Regions from separate parts of the Rattus norvegicus genome. Here region 2 is linked to region 1. A link is a contact called in public Hi-C data. All regions are on one chromosome and are shown on one strand. Each heading gives the region's core, a stretch centred on a gene start, on an enhancer-like site or on the middle of the called end of the contact. The rest is flanking DNA. Distances are from core to core; before and after follow the strand shown. Region 1 holds the start of Lrrc66 (leucine rich repeat containing 66). Region 2 overlaps Dcun1d4 (defective in cullin neddylation 1 domain containing 4).

Region 1 (2,794 bases), core at 220-2,719:
ATATAAAACAATTTGTATTCAATATTGTCACAATTCTGTCAAATGGAAAAACTAAATACCTTATAGATTGTGAACTCAGGCTAAGGTAAGAGTTGACTTGAGACCTGACACTAAGTGCAGATTTTAGATGTAAAGAAAGAGAGCAATTTATACCTCTGGATATATTCAAGTATTGTTTAATAACTAAATAACGCTCAGAAAAATCATGCTTGGAATTCTCCTTTCCATGCTCAGTGTATTTTTAAATTGTACATTTGTTACATGTTCTATTTAAATTTGTTTTGAGAATTTCTTTAAATAAATATTTTTACTAAATCCACAGAACACTATATTACAAAGTATTATTTACTAAATGCAATTCATTTTTTTAAAAAGTGTATTTTTACATGTCTGTGAGAAACACTTGTGTTTTGATACATCTCCATTGAGCACTTTGTAGTTTGAGAATATCCTGATGCTTTGTAAAACTCGTGCTTACTAAGTATGGTATTTTAGACCACACTGTGGTAAACCCACTGACTGACACACTGACTTGGAAGCTCTGCCCAAGCCAAGCTTGGCGTACAGGGAAGCCGCACTGTTAAATCGGGCCACCAGGGGGCATATTCCCTCTCATGTGTTCATCTGTTTTGAATGTACCACACTGAGAGGACTTACTGCAGGCCTCTGGAAGGTAGATGCAGGAGGAACCCAGGGAGGAAAACAAACACACATTTAAAGTAAGGACAGTATTCTAGAGATGAATATCAATGCAAAGAGATAGAAAAAAATAAAAGTAAGATTCGTTCTGGATTGTCCAGTGGAGGGAGGGCATCCACAACACAAAGCAAGAGCTACCTGCCAACGTCAGCAGTCTTTTAATCGCTTTATTGGCAATCTTTTTGCATTGTGACAGAAGCAAAATAAACTTTGTGTGCTAGTTTTGATGATGAAAGGTAGAATTTCTACCTGGTTTTGATGAGTGTTTTTATAAAGGGGTTATAATTACTGTGTTAAACTTAATGAAGAGGAGACCATTGAAGTGCTGGTCATTATAATCTTTCGAATGACATCAAGAGGGACAAAGTTTACAAGTTATGCCATACAAAAAATATACCTATGTATTTCTGATTGATGACCTCTGTTTACAATAAAACGCTGAGAACTTGGCTATTGGTTTCTTCATGACTTTATTAATGAGCTTCTACATTAGCACAAACACACAGAATCTAAATATAGGGGAGGAGGGGGTGTTGAGACCTGTTTACTCGACCTTTCTGCAGTCAGAGGTAGAAAGCTGCCCATTCGCAGTTTAGATGCTCTCACCTCCTGGGCCTTATAAGAAGGCTTCTCCCCAGTGGCCCAGGAAATGGTGTGGACTCCGTAAGGGCAGAGCCCAGAGATGAAAGGGTTGGGCTGGCTGCAGAGCGGGTGAGGTGGGCGGAGCCTCAAGGGCACAGATTTAAAATCCACCCCTGGCTGGATCAGCTGGAGACAGACCAGTTAGAAACCACCTAAGGTAGGCCCCAGGGACGGAATCCCGGGTCTGATTACCTGAAGGACTTCACTCAGTTTCCAGTTTCTTTTTCCAATTTCCTAGAAAAGAATTAATCTTTTCTCTACTTGGGTTTTTCCTGTTACCTTCTCTGCCTCACTCTGACGTACACACGTCTCCAGTTATTTCTAACTGCTTCCTCGCACTTGAACCTGAAGGGATCTAAAGAGACACCTTCTCCTTAATCACTGTCCTTTCCTCTGGAGTGCTCTGTTTGTGGCGTTTGCTGCTGCTGCTGTTGTCTGGTTGGTTGATTGGTTTGTTAATTGGGGGGCTTTTGCTTTTTGTTTTTGTTTTGCCTCACACATTGACATTTGTATGTAATACAATGTTTCTTTACATCTTAGACATAAAATTATACTAATCTGCCTGTTTTTAGTGCAAATCTATCCACATATCAGTCTCTTCTCCTTGAAAGGACTATAAAGACCTTTCATTTATATCCTGTTTTAAAAATGTATCTTTGAACCCCATCTTGCTCCTCCCTGTTCAGTGTACAAACTTATGATCATTGTTTTTGTTTTGTTTTGTGTTTTGTTTTGCTACTATTACATCAGATTGGCATCCGGTAGTGTGCGCAATGATTGCAACCTTAGTGTCAAAATAAATGTCTCTCTGTCCAAGAAAACGACTTCAGTTTTTGGTATTGCGTAAGGGGGATGCTATCATTTACTCCTCGCTGAGGTAGGACACCTTTGCAGTTTTTGTACCTAAATTTAGATGCCCTCTGAGATATGGGAGAGTCAGTCTTGCATGAAACAAAAGTTTGGAAGTTACAGGGAGAATGCCCTTCATTCTGTGCATTCATTTGTGAGAAAACATAGACAGCAGCAGATTCCAGAGCCTTAACTCTAGGAGGCGCACGTTGGGGGAGGGGGGAGATCCTTGCTCTCCTTTTGCTTTGTGTGCTAACAATGTGGATAGCATTAGCATTCTGTCACCCCTAATGGTACTGAATTGTTCCATCAATATTCACTGAGCATGGGGGGGGGGGGGCAGGCAAAGGCTCATTGGCGACTGTGAGAAAGGCAGGTTCAGACCCTACGCACAAAGATGAGACTTGATGGATGTGCATGATTCAGACCGCAGCAGCGAATGGCATCGATCGGGGATTAGAGGCAGATTAGAAAAACCCATTTTACTGTGAGGTGGACAGACAGATCCCTAACCCAGACCACAGCTTGCAATTACCCTACAAGAGTGGCTCATCAGGGTTAGGGTTAGGGTAGCTACAGTCGGAAGTTTTGAATGACTACTTTG
Region 2 (2,794 bases), core at 163-2,662, 79 kb after region 1:
CAAGGCTTAAATGAGCAAGAGGACTGCGTAGTTTCTAGAAAGCATGTGAGCCAGTACTCGGCACAAAGGAAATGCTAAAGCCCACACAACAGTGTTGTAGCCAAGCTGCTGCCTTGAAGTGCGTGCATCGGGCAGCCAGTTGCTGGGGACCACATAAATGCTGCCAGTGCTCAGAGCTGGGAACTCTTGCGGGGACTCTCAGAAAAAAACTAGGAGAAACATGCTCTAGCACCCTTAGACGAGAAACCTGCTACAGGGAGGTTAATATGATATCCTAAAGATTCAAAAGCAAAATCCAGAACTAACATTTTAAAAATCCTTATGATAATAAATAAAAAATCAAAACCAGTGTGTGTGTGTGTGTGTGTGTGTGTGTGTGTGTGTGTGTGTGTGTGTGTGTGTGTATATATATATATATATATATATATATATATATATATATATATATATATATTTAAAGGCAAAGAGGCAAGCCGATGGTTGAGGATGCAGGCACAGGACAGGCTGGAAAGGAAGAGTTGCCACCCTCCTTCTAAAAGGAAAAAAATACAAACTTACATGAGAGCAAAGCACAGACTTTAACTTCTGAGGCATAAAAAGTCTAGAAGTTTCAAAACAGCCAATTAAGTTTCTGGGACTAAGTAATGCCAAATTTACTCACAGCCCCATCTTTTAGCCAAAGGACCTTCAAATCCTACTAAAGGCCCTGTGTACAAGAACCTACTTCCATCCCTATTCCAGTGGGGATGGCTCGTGTCATGGAAGCTAGAGCCGCTCATATGTAGAGCAGACCGTCCTGCCAACAAGTATTAATAAGCAGCTTGTATCGGCTTTTTACAGAGTCCCAGTTCTAGTAGGACTAGGAGAAGTAGTTTCTAGTAAAAATGACATCAGTTGTTTTTTGGACCACTAACTACATAAAGCAAGTAGTAAGAAAGATTATTTCAAGTGGGAATTGAATTGGGCAAGACCCAAGATTGTCCCCAAATCTTATACTCGTCCTTGAAAGCAAAGACCATGTTTCAAAAGGCTTGAGTAGGAGTGGGCAAAGCAGATGCCACACTCGACAGTCATGTCTCCGCTTCCTTCAGGTTCTGCAAAAGGACATTTCACCAAAACCCACTGTCAATTATTGGTGGCTCAAAACTTTTGACCACTGTGAAAGCAAACAGCCACAGTATAGAGAAATGCTGGTTGTTTCTGACACTAGGCTAAGCACATTTAAACTGTAGAAAACACTGCTGGGTACCTAGTCCAGTGCTCACAGCTATCCAGGTACTCCGCCAGGCACTTGGGCATGAGTGGTTATGAAGAGATGACAAACAAGTTTTGGTTCGTGTTTAACAAGATGGCTTGTGTTTAATGTTGGCTTAAGACTGGACATTCATCTGAAAGTAACCCTGAGTTGTTGGCACTAAGACTGGGGATCTGATGCCAGTGGAGTCTCCATGGCTTGTGGGGAGAGAGGGAGTGCTGTGGCTGTTCAGATACACAACTAGATATGAACACACAGACACACTCCAAACCATGCAGCAGCTTGCTGATGACAGCAATCAGGGAACCACAATTTCTATGAGCAAAAAGCTACAGCAAATAAAAATCACATAAAATGGTTAGATGAAGTATGTGTTAGTTCTAAGCAAGCAAACATAACATTTTATAAAGTAGTAACTTGGTACCTCTAAGAATTGGTGAAAAACTGGAAAAAGGGGCCAGATTTTTCCTAATAACAGTCCCAACATGCACTTGGCAGTGTTTATGTCTAGGCTGCGCTGGTCCTTTTCCTGTTTAACAAACAAAAACAAAAGTAAGCCAGATGCTTCTAAATCACAAACTCTAATAAACCAAACATGTAGTTCCCTTTAGCAAGAAGTTGGTAAACAAATGGATCATTTATTACACGTCATGAAACCCTGAAGGGGAGGACGGCAGCCAAACACAATGGAAAACTGACAACTGAGTGTCACAGGTACATTTATTCTGAGAAAGACTGATGCCAAGAGAATAACTTTACCCTAATGCCTTGCCTATCATGCAGTGGTATCTATAGTCATCTCCTGGGCAAATAAAAATCATGGCTGCTTGTCTTACACTACGATAATTACCAGAGTTTCAATTGCTGACCAGAACCCCGCAGTGGACTCAGTGGACTCAAGGATTCTGCTTTTGAGTACTTTGAATTGGGTTTCCCTAGAGACTTATTTAACTTCATTTTGTGTGATAAATATTTCTCTTCTACCTAAATACACTGGAACTAAATTCAGCTCCTAGGAAGGTTTGGAGCCCTGGAGCTTCTCCCAATCATCCAGCTGCTTTAGGGAAGCCGGGTCTGTGTGTCATACACCTGACTCCTAGCCCAGTGTCTACTGACCATGGGAAATTGGAAATCAGAACGCATGTACATGCAGAGCAGCTTACTCCACTTTTAATTGTAATTAAAGATTCTATTTCTCGTTTCACACGCATTTCCATTTTAAAACCTAAACAGGCAGGCTGTTCATACAGGGAAAAATATTCTCCAACACAGGGGGCAGGCTCACACATCTACAGCTCTCTTTCGTGTGGTTCAACTAGAGTGGAATCTGCAAAAAGACTTTTCTACAAAGGGGTGAGGCTTGGCTATCCCACTGGAGTAGAGCGTCAAGTGTCCACCACATTAAGGAACCACACTGCGACCACTGTCGGCCACCCATACCTCCTGACAAGAGCAGTGACGTGCTGGTCAGTATATAGTGAGTCTTCTACTCGTGCCATTGATCCTCAGAGGACTTAAAGTGGGTACAGCAACGAGCCT

Evidence for each region. Hi-C and Micro-C count contacts between places; a contact is called where the count stands out from the background.
Region 2: a contact with region 1 is called in a Hi-C map of psoas muscle, with 2.4 times the contacts expected there. The contact joins the enhancer-like site here to the promoter of Lrrc66 in region 1. A contact is called at or near these places in 8 of 12 Hi-C or Micro-C datasets (the A7r5 cell line, the Rat2 cell line, Schwann cells and 4 more) and 1 of 1 datasets of contacts at active chromatin or transcription factors (oligodendrocytes).

What each region holds. Positions count from the first base shown.
Region 1 is chr14:34,931,512-34,934,305 of GRCr8, forward strand. Lrrc66 (leucine rich repeat containing 66) reads left to right here and starts at 1,470. Exons shown (of 5, transcript NM_001008763.2): 1 at 1,470-1,502. Sgcb (sarcoglycan, beta) reads left to right here. Exons shown (of 6, transcript NM_001191068.1): 6 at 1-1,150.
Region 2 is chr14:35,010,714-35,013,507 of GRCr8, forward strand. It overlaps Dcun1d4 (defective in cullin neddylation 1 domain containing 4), which reads right to left. Exons shown (of 11, transcript NM_001108359.1): 9 at 1,680-1,784. Among named protein-coding and RNA genes, the nearest start is that of Dcun1d4, 65 kb to the right of the region's middle. Within about 2 kb of position 1,413, at least 7 of the 93 cell types and tissues checked have an H3K27ac peak or open chromatin away from gene starts, as enhancers often do.